2 separate regions of the Hordeum vulgare genome follow, and region 2 is linked to region 1. Evidence: chromatin contacts called from public Hi-C data. All regions are on one chromosome and are shown on one strand. Each heading gives the region's core, a stretch centred on a gene start, on an enhancer-like site or on the middle of the called end of the contact. The rest is flanking DNA. Distances are from core to core; before and after follow the strand shown. Region 1 holds the start of LOC123439751 (AP2-like ethylene-responsive transcription factor SMOS1). Region 2 holds the start of LOC123439769 (protein RETICULATA-RELATED 4, chloroplastic-like).

Region 1 (5,378 bases), core at 1,800-4,299:
TGGAGATCATCTGCATCTCTTCAAGATCTCTTGTATAATCGGAGACCTAAATAGGCAGATACATAATGAACATAAGTTTGCTAATTGTCAAATTTTTCATTAGGTATTGTGACAGTTGACATGGAATTGAAAACAATGAAGTAATTATAATTTTTGTTTCGTCAATACTCTGCAGAAGACAGTTGTGTTATTTGTTTTAAGTTACAATTGTAAATTAAAATAATAATAAAAACAAAACCAGATGAGAGAATCATAGACTTATAATGAAGCTGAGCTGGGGCATCATATATCCTAATTTTAATTGTGCTTTATGAAAAGTAGGCACTACATAGTAAACAGTTTTGGGTTTCGTCCCAACACTTATATCTGTAAATATGTAAACCAGCCAAACGAGATAAGAGAATCATCGGCTTAAACTGAACTGAGGTAACATGTATCTCAAATTTTGATATACATAATGTAAAGTAGACAAAAGACACTAGATATTTCTGAAATTTAGAGATCAAATTTGGAAGCTTTCGGTTTCTGTGCAAGATTTTTATTACATCGTGGGTTCTAAATAAATCATTGCTCAATATTAATAACAAACAGACTGATTAGCACACAGAGGTATCAGTTTCACCATGGAACACTTCCTGAAATAAATGAATAATGCATTCAGCTAAACCACGATCTTACTAAAAAAGGAAAATATACTTAATAATTTAAGGTGGAAGAATTTAACAAAGACTAGAAAACAAGAGCTGAATGGCATTAGCAAATCTTATAGACGACTCACAGGAAAATTTATCTGTGTTCCAGCTCCCCAGTATTTCAATGCAGCAAGATCATAGGCTCTTGCCGCAGCCTCTTCATCATCATATGCGCCTATGTTGCACATCAAATGGTGGGCATTAGAAACATCTTATCAAGTTAACACTATGTGCATTTTAATGTCAGCATCGGTGGTGCTCCTTACCTAAATATACTGCAAGATTGGTGCGCCGTGCAGTTTCCCATGTAAAAAAGAAACATCTTATCAAGTTAACACTATGTGCATTAAATTACATTAAGCACAACTACAGTAATAAAAATTAAATGGTAAATCATACTGATATAGTTAACTTTAACACAGGTCATCGTATGGAGATATGAAAGAAATCATGCACATAGTATAAAAACTGAGATATGCAGAATGCATACTCTTTACAACCAGTAAATGCATGCAGTGGTTATGGCACAGCAAACAATTATCTAGTCAAAAATACCTGACTCAAGCAATAGTAAAAAAGAAAAAGATCTGTTTGAGTGTAAACTTGTAGACGGAAGAACTACTTAATTACTACATAGATTCCATATCGGATGATGGATGATTGAGGATTAGAGACCTTAAACCAAATGACTCTGCAATAAAAGGAAGCTAAGATGGACAAGTTTCCTATACACCAGTGTAATAAGATTGCTAAAGAAGCATGATAAATTTACAACAGCTGTAACTCTGCACTTAGCACACAATATCCCAAATGGCCTCTGCAATAAAAGGAAGCTAAGATGGACAAATTTCCTATACAGCAATGTAATAGATTGCTAAAGAAGCATGCTAGATTTACAACAGCTGTAACTCTGCACTGAGCACACAATAATCCCAAATGACCTCTGCAATAAAAGGAAGTTAAGATGGACAAGTTTCCTATACACCAATGTAATAAGATTGCTAAAGAAGCATGATAAATTTACAACAGCTGTAACTCTGTACTGAGCACACAATAATCCCAAATGACCTCTGCAATAAAAGGAAGTTAAGATGGACAAGTTTCCTATACACCAATGTAATAAGATTGCTAAAGAAGCATGATAAATTAACAACAGCTGTAACTCTGTACTGAGCACACAATAGTCGCATACCTTGTTTCCCTTTTTTATTCTGATTCTGATTCCATGTGCTTTTGTCCCAAAGGTGAGCCTCATATCGCCCTGTCCATCTATGCCTATTGATGCAACATTGGGCTAAGTAATAAATTGAATGAATACATGTATAAGGAACACCAAAAGGAGATAATGCTATGCTCACAAAAAGTTTAAGGAAGTATATGTCTGTTGAAGGCAGTAAAAAAGAAAAGAAATAATAGCGTATAGTACAGAAAATAATACTCATAAGTGGAGAAGGAAGGAGCGAAGGAGGACACCAAATATGAAATGCGCACCGAGAAGCATGAAGTGCCAAGCACGGTGAAGAGGTCAAACTTGGAAGTATTTGTAAACAATTAAGGTGGCCAGACATCGGAGGTAATACTACTTGTAATTTCTCGTGGTTGAGCGTGCACATTAACCATTAGCATGTGCTGACCTGCAGATCATCGTTTGAACAGGGTACTAACTGTGATGTTCATACATTAATTTACAGCTGTTTCGTGATAATAACCAGAGACAAACACTGGCTGCAATGTTGAGATACCTAACAGCAATAGTCCTCTATAACATTCACTTATTCTCGTCGTGTGCCAGTTCTCATCGGATCTCCCAGGCTAGTCACGCTCTGCGTCACTTTCCGATACGCTCCCCACCCCCAATAACTCGAGACAGAGACGCATACGGAAGCTCATTGGCGATCTGTAGTGCTGAGCTTCTTCCAGACATGGTCGCCGGGAAACGAAAAGCAGGTAGCAGCGGAGATGAGTCCGTGAGCGGGCCAGGCAGGGGCGGTACGTACCGGGTGACCCCGCGGTAGATGGAGCTGCGTTTCCCGGCGGCGCAGGGCGTCATGCGGCTGATGCGGTCCTTGGCGGTGCAGACGCGCTCCTTCCGCGCCGGGGCGAGCCTCCTGGGCGGCGCCTGCTCCGCGGCGGCCACCCCCACCGCCGCGCCGTACGCGGGCGGCGGCCCCTCGCTTCCCCCCGCCGCGGCCTCCAGCTTGTTCTGCAGCCCCGCGTCGGCCGCGGCGGGGTTGGGGGAGGCCATGGCGCCGCCACCGGATCGGTCGAGCCGGCGCGACGAGGCAGGAGGACGGGGGCGAGCGCTTCGGCCTTTGGAGGAGTCGCAGTGGTGACCGTTTGGGGGCGGCCGTGGTGGTGGTTTCAAATGGAGGGGGGGAGGGGTGGGGGAGGAGGAGCAGAGGCAGAGGTGGATGGGGACGCGTGGAGCCCAGTGGGCCGGCACATGGGGAGCAGGGAGCCGCAGGGGAATCCGAGGATGCGCGATTGATGATGACGGCTAGAGAAGAAGGAAGAGAGTTGAGCCGATGGTAGCGGGCCGGAAAGGGACGGCAGCAGCGCCACGCCGGATGCGGGTTTGTCCGGCCCGTCGTCGCTTCCGCGAACGGCATCGGTACGGCTCGCGTGGCCGATTCTTACTCCCATCGATGCCGACCCGACAGGGGCAAACCCCGTGATGGAAAACACGAGGGATGTGCAGATGGAACTCCGTGATGAATGATGATGATGCATAAAGAAACAAAACACTGGAAATGAACCGACTGGAGTGGAGTTGAGTTGAGTTCAATGCCTCAGGACCGTTGGCCACCGTGTCAGATGCGGCAGGAGGTGAGTGAATGGGGCTGATCGAGTCGAGTTGGTTCATGGGAGGCCGTGGACAGTACTGCACTACCACGGTACTGCCGTGCCACATTGAAGGCAGGTGTACTGCGCTGCATGCTCACTCTCTCTACTGGCTAGTAGCTCTGTGTTAATGTTGCACTCACTTCACGTCACGTAGGGGTAGCACGTATCATGTCAGTCACGTCACGTCACGTAGGGATAGCCCATGTCAATCACGTCGCCACGGGCATATCAAATGCATCGGCCAAAATCGTGTATTTAAAGCAACTTTAACGGTTGATCCGAACGAATGAAGATTAGTTCGGTTTGTTCGTTTGGATCGACCGGTCGGTCGGCGTCCGTCCTGTTTTAGATATGAGTCGGCAGCGCGTTCAACGCGCCGACCTATATGTGCCGGCGTGGCCGGCTGGTTGTCTGGCCGTTCTATTTTGCATTGAATTTGCTAACATAATTTGGACCGAATAAAATAACATAGTTATTACAAGCCGAATAAACATAACATAGTTTTCACATATTTTTGCAAACGAATAAGAAGATAAATCCATTGGTCGCCAACATGAGCCCACATATGCTCAACCAAATCATTTTACAGCTGCACGTGTGTTTCCCAATCATGCATGTCTTGATGAAATTGGATGAACTGTTCAAACGTTGTTGCTCCTCCATGCTCAGGCACAACATTCTCACCCTGAAACTAAAACCCTTGATCGTACATACGTTCCGAGCGCTCGTCTTCTACGGTCATATTATGCATGATCACACAAGCAGTCATCACCTTTCACAGTTTCTGCGTGCTCCACGTATTAGCAGGATACCGAACGATGCCCCATCGAGATTGCGAAACACCAAAGGCACGCTCGACATCCTTCCTAGCACCCTCTTGCTCTTGGGCAAATCTTTTCCTCTTCTCTCCGACAGGGTTGGGTATTGTCTTGACAATAGTGGTCCACTGAGGATAGATTCCGTCACCCAGGTAGTATCATTTGTCGTGGTTGTGGTCGTTAACAGTAAAGTTCACCGGTGGGCTGTTGTCTTCGACAAGCCTAGCAAACACCGGCGAGCGCTGAAGCACGTTGATATCATTGTGTGATCCATCCATGCCAAAGAAAAAGTGACAGATCCAGAGATCTTCATACGCCACGGCCTCTAGTATGACAGTGCAAGCCTTGACATGGCCCTTATACTGCCCTTGCCAAGCAGAAGGGCAGTTCTTCCACTCCCAGTGCATGCAATCTATGCTACCAAGCATCCCTGGAAAGCCCCTGCTGGCATTCATCGCCAACAAACGGGTTGTATCTTCAGTAGTCGGCTCTCTCAAGTACTCAGGGCCAAACACAGCAATAACAGCCTTGCAGAACTTATACAGAGACTCTAGGAAAGTAGACTCGCTCATACGGACGTACTCGTCAATGAGATCACCGGGCACTCCGTATACAAGCATTCAGATGGCGACAGTGCATTTCTAATAAGAGGAAAAACCTATCTTGCCAACGACATCCTCTTTGAACTCAAAATAGTCATCATAGCCGACCACCCCCTCTCTAATACGGTTGAAAAGATGCCTACTCATACGGAAACGACGGTGGAATTTTTGATGTTTGAACAACAGGTTTGTTGTATCAAAGTAGTCCTTCCAAAGAAGGAAATGTCGGCTCTCTCGGTTGCGATTCAACACCAAAGGTGGCCCGGAATGGAGCCACAGAATAATGGTCGCTAGCTGTTGAGGTGGTGATGGACCAACACAGCAGCCGATACCTCCTCCTCGTCATCGGACGACGAATTGTCAGAGTCGCAAAGGAAATTGTGGAAAAAGAATTCGTCAGCGGAGTCCATTTTGTACCTTGG
Region 2 (5,378 bases), core at 1,210-3,709, 180 kb after region 1:
CCGGCTACTGCCCAAACGTTCGGGCGCGTACGCGGATGTACAGGGGCCAGATTTGCCTAGTCCGGTTGTATATGTTCTAAGATGTACTCCCTCCGTCCCATAATATAAGAGTGTTTTCTGGAGAGCGGACGTTTGGAGCTCGGCCTCCATGGAGGCCGAAATTTTTGAATAATTCAAAATTCAAACTTTTCGGTTTCAAAAAAATCTGAAAAAAAATATGGAAGTAAAGAAGGATGTTATGCGTATGTGTGCAAAAATTTAGGATGAAATACCTTGAAATACGATCTGCACAAAAAAGACAAATTCATGACCTGAAATGATGAATAGTGTCATGTGTAAAAAAGCCTCAGATTTGTCTTTTTTGCACAGCCCTCATTTCAATGTATTTTTTCCTGAAAATTTACACACATGTGTGTTACGCCTTCGCTTATCCCTGTGTTTTTTTTTCAGAATTTTTTGAAATGTAAAAATATAAATTTTCATGAAATTTGAATTTCAAATTTAAAGGCCTCCATGGAGCTCGGCCACCAAAAGCAATTTCTGTGTTTTCTGACACTAGTGTAGTGTCAAAAACGCTCTTATATTATGAGACAGAGGGACTATCTGTCGTCGTGTCATAAATTTGGTACACACATTGAGAAAAAAAATCGTGTACTGTAGCGTAGGCAAGCAAAAGAGAAATTGTAAAGCCACCATGCATACCGTGTATTGAATCTTCTTTTGTACTCCCTCCGTCCCAAAATTCTTGTCTTAGATTTGTCTAGATATGAATGTATCTAGTTACATTTTAGTATTTAGATACATCCATTTCTAGACAAACCTAAGACAAGAATTTTGGGACGGAAGGAGTACGTAGTATTGTAAATTGTAGTACGATCTATTGTGACATTTTGGTGACTACGGCACCACAAAGCTTGGTAGCACTGGAGCTTCGTGGCTAAGGTGACCGAATAATCACAGAAAGGCTTCTTGATGTTGCCAGCAAAAGAATGTACTCCCTCCGTTCCTAAATATAAGTCTTTAAAAAGGTTTCATTAATAGACTATATGCGGATGTATATAGACATACTTTAAAGTGTAGATTCATTCATTTTACTTTGTATGTAGACTTCTAGTGAAATATTTTAAAAGACTTATATTTAGGAACGGAGGGAGTACTTTAGACCGTAAAAAGGCTTCTTTATTCTGTATTCCTTTCTTCATCTAGCAAAGCCACATTTGCCTTTGTTGTATTAGGGGAAATGGAAAAAAAAGTACTTAGTAGACTGTCCAATTAGATTATGGAATACATCCGATTTAGGGAACAATCGGCATCTTGTCACAGCAGAGAAATATTCCCGCCCCATTTCTCACCGAAGCGGTCGTCCAAACAACGCCCCCAACAACCATGAAGCGACGTCAACAACAAGCCAGAGTCGGGCACGCATCACCATCAAGCCAAAGCCCGACTCATGCGACAATCTACTACACACATCAGGGTTGGGCCTTTTGAACTCTAGACCACAAAAAGCTTACACTAGAGTCAGTCAAACCAGAGCAAACCAAACCACATCTGACAATCTGAAGCGCAAACCACAGAAACGAGATACGAAGCGAAAAAATTACGAAGTGGGTTTCATTTTCACACGGACCTTGGTGAAGATGCCGACGCCGCACTCCATGGCGACCTTCGCGAGGAAGAGGTCGTCGGCGAGGAGGCGCTCCCTGAAGCCGCCGAACTGGAGCAGCCAGCGGAACATGGGCGACTTCTCGAGATCGGCGAACCGGCGCACGATCTCGCCGGGGAGGCGCCCGCCCTCCACGGCCGCGGCCATGTCCGCCGGGAGGCTCTCGAGCTTCCGTCCCAGCTGCGCGAGCACGAACAACGCCTCCCTCCTGTTTACCGACGCGTCGTCGCCGCCCTCGCCCTCGTCCTCGTCTCCTCCGCCGCCGCCGGAGGGGAGGTCGTCATCGCCTCCGCCGCCGCCGGAGCCGATGTTGCTGCCGCCGCCCGAGGAGGCGAGCGGGAGGGGAGGGAGAAGGGGCCGGGTGAGGCGGAGGGCGGGGAGGTGGAGCGGGAGGGAGCGGTGGAAGGGGAGGGCGGCGAGGCGGAGGAAGGGCTGCGGCTGGAGGCGGAGGTGGAAGGGGGAGGCGGGGCTGGAAGCGGAAGCGGAAGCGGAGAGGGAGTTGGGGGTGGAGAAGGCCATGGCGGTGGATGCGGGAGGCGGTCGGAGGCCGGGGGCGGGCGTGGACCTCCCGGAGGAGAGGAGAGGAGGGGAGTGTGGTTGGTGAAGAAGTGGAACCCCGCGAGACCGCAGCCGCGACAGTCGTGTCGACACGAGTGGGCAACGGCGCTTTATACAACTGTACTACCACCTACGACGAGTCTACGAGGAGCCGCCGGAGGCATGCTCAGAGTCATATACCTGACGAAAAGCGGAAAAGATGATACATTTTCTAAACATTACTGACACACGGTAGAATTTCAAGTTTGCATGCATCTCTCCTACTGTACTTAATACTAGTGGATACGCAAAGTTTCATTTACCTTTTCTATCATCCACTTACCAAATAAAATCATTATTTGGTAAATTAAAACTCCCTCCGTTCCATCTAAGGTGTATAGTTTTTGGTGCTGAAACCAAGGCACATAATTTTAAATAATTTATGATAAAATTATCATGAGCTAATTCATTGATTAGCGACAAGTAAATCGTTTAGTCTGGGAAAGAAAATGATACACACAATCAGGTGAGAAATGTTTTTTTCTCTACAAGGAATGATACATGCAGTCAGGAAAGAGATTTTTTTTTTCTAGAGTGTTGGAAAGGGAATTACGTGGAATTATAAGAAAAAATCTTATATTGTGAAATTTTATTAAAAAATAAATACGTCTACACCTTATACCCCATAATTGTGGAGTACTCCCTTCATTCCTTTATGTAAGGTGTATTATTTTATCACAGTAACCAAGACATATAATTATATACATGTTAGGAAGAAATTAACCTTGTCTAAATCATTGATTCGCGACAACTAAATCATTTAGGCTAGAAAAGTAAAAGATACACGGAATCAGTAGGGAGATACTTTTCTTTTTCTCTTTACAAGAACAGATGCATGCAATTAGGGGAGAGATAATTTATTTTTTTAAAGGGCTAACAATGAAATTATGAGGAATTAGAAGAAATGTATCTTACATTCTGGAATTTTATTAAAAATACATCTTATTTAGAAAAAACGAAGGGAATTTAAAGGAACAGAGGAAGTACGTTGGTTCAATTGACAGCTAAAGTATATTTTTGGTGCGTATTTACATCAACGATAAAATGACTGATAAATCACAGTGATTATGTACTAAATATTTGTGTCTCCTTTGAAAGGCACGGTCCCACGAAGAATTATCTAGTGAAAGATAAATGTATACTCGTAATAGTGACATCCTCAAGAGAATGCGGGAGGGCCACATAGCACTTGCGTTATAAATTTTGCGTGCCACCATATCTTCTGGGCAGGATCTTCTTCAAGCGAAAAGGAACTTTCATCCAAAAGATCTTAATAAAATCCCACCAAATCTTCTTTGGGCATCTACACACTATTTCGAAATTAAAATGAAAACAGTTCACTCATACCTCCAAGTATATGATTATGTTATGTTATGGATTGATCTATCCCTATGAATTCAGAAACCCATGGCCTTCCAAGTATACCTTTTTTTCCTATTTATGCAATTTTGTGGCATTGATCAAGGTCAAGGAGATAAGATATTTTCTATTCTCATGACGCCAAGAGCGCATTGACAGGCGTGATGAGCAATCTTCAAATCATTAAAAAAGCACACATTTAATTTACAGGTAGTATGATTAAGTAGATGTTGTTAACCATCGAGTATGAAGGACTGCTTTTTGCAGAAAAAAAAGAAGATATATATAAATGTGTGGAAATGGATTTGTGTATTGGCCGGACAGTTTCGGCAGTTGGAAATTGCATAACAAACGGTCTATGTAATCCAACACGCTACGAGTAGAACGTAGGAGTATATACTTCTTCAGGAACGGTGCACGGGGTCCTCGGGCGCACGTACAGACGTACTATGACCTTTCAAATGATAGAGGGGGAGGGTCGGTAGGCCACACAAAGGACGTGTGATGTGCGCCTCATTTCCTGCCCGGGTACTCAAGGTGCCTTAAGCGAAGATTGAGTGGCACTCTTCTGGTCATGTGATTGAAGTAATCCATTTTTTCTAATACTAGAAAATGTCATATTCTGTTTTCTCATAAACTAGTGTTTGAGTGTAGGTTTTGCCTCCAAATTTTGAATATCTCGTAAGTGATATTACTCCCTTCATTCCTAAATATAAGTCTTTTTAAAATTCTACTAAAGACTATATTCGAAACAAAATGAATAAATCTATACTTAAAAGTATGTTTATAAACATCCATATGTAATCCGTTGGTGAAACTTTTAAAGAAGATTATATATTAGAAATGAATGGATTAAAAGAGGAAAAAATATATAATTTTACACATAACAGTCGCCACACATGGGTAAAGAACAAGTATAGTCGTTTCCCGACAAGGAATAGGGCCTATGGTGTTTGTCCATGCTGACCGTGGCAAAGCACGTGCGAGCACAAAATTGGCAAAGCGTTTTGTCACCCGCGTCTCGCCAGCTTGTTGACACAAAGTTGAAGCAGATAGACAAGGGGGTGTGAGCATGCCTAAGAGCATCTCTAGCAGACCCCGCATATTTGCGACCTGCAAAAGCGTTTTACAGTTTGTGAGGTTTTGCGGGGCGAAATGTTGCGCTGCATAACAGACCCCGTATAATCAAACATCATAATTTGAAAAAGGCATTCGCGGGCGAAATTGAGACCACACTCATTCAGAGTTCATTACATAGTACACGATCATACATACTACGTTCAGAGTTCTTCACTTACTAGATGGGGCTAGAGGTAAGCTAACCTACCAGAGCTACTAACTATCCTACCGCACTATGCAAAATTGAGCTCACCGGAGTCGAGCTCGTGTGGTAGTAGATGCGGCAACGCTCAGTCGTCGTCCTCGACGGAGGAGAACTCAACGTAGATGCGGCACCACTCCTCCACCTTGTGACCGAAGGCGAGGCCGACACGACCCCCTGCTCGTAGAGCACGTTGTCGATCTTCTCGTCCCTTTGGTGGCGTTGTTGGTCCTCTTCCGCTTCCCCCGCACTCCGCACCAATAGCGCGGGCAGAAAGCTATCCGCCTCCGCCAGGGGGAGGAAATCCTCCAGTCCGACGACGTCCCCGGCACGTCGCTCCGGCACCGCCACGTCCTCCGGCTCCATCTTCATCGGCGGGAGCTCCTCGAGCTCCCTCTTCACTGGGGGAGGGAGGAGCGCGAACTCGACGCCTCG

Evidence for each region. A called contact is a pair of places that touch in the nucleus more often than the background predicts.
Region 2: a contact with region 1 is called in a Hi-C map of seedling, with 5 times the contacts expected there. The contact joins the promoter of LOC123439769 here to the promoter of LOC123439751 in region 1. A contact is called at or near these places in 4 of 6 Hi-C or Micro-C datasets (leaf and seedling) and 1 of 1 datasets of contacts at active chromatin or transcription factors (embryo).

The regions. Positions count from the first base shown.
Region 1 is chr1H:390,380,331-390,385,708 of MorexV3_pseudomolecules_assembly, forward strand. It overlaps LOC123439751 (AP2-like ethylene-responsive transcription factor SMOS1), which reads right to left and starts at 3,050. Exons shown (of 10, transcript XM_045116443.1): 1 at 2,690-3,050; 2 at 1,885-1,967; 3 at 959-967; 4 at 779-867; 5 at 1-46. The coding sequence starts at 2,937.
Region 2 is chr1H:390,557,484-390,562,861 of MorexV3_pseudomolecules_assembly, forward strand. It overlaps LOC123439769 (protein RETICULATA-RELATED 4, chloroplastic-like), which reads right to left and starts at 2,460. Exons shown (of 8, transcript XM_045116451.1): 1 at 1,631-2,460. The coding sequence starts at 2,185.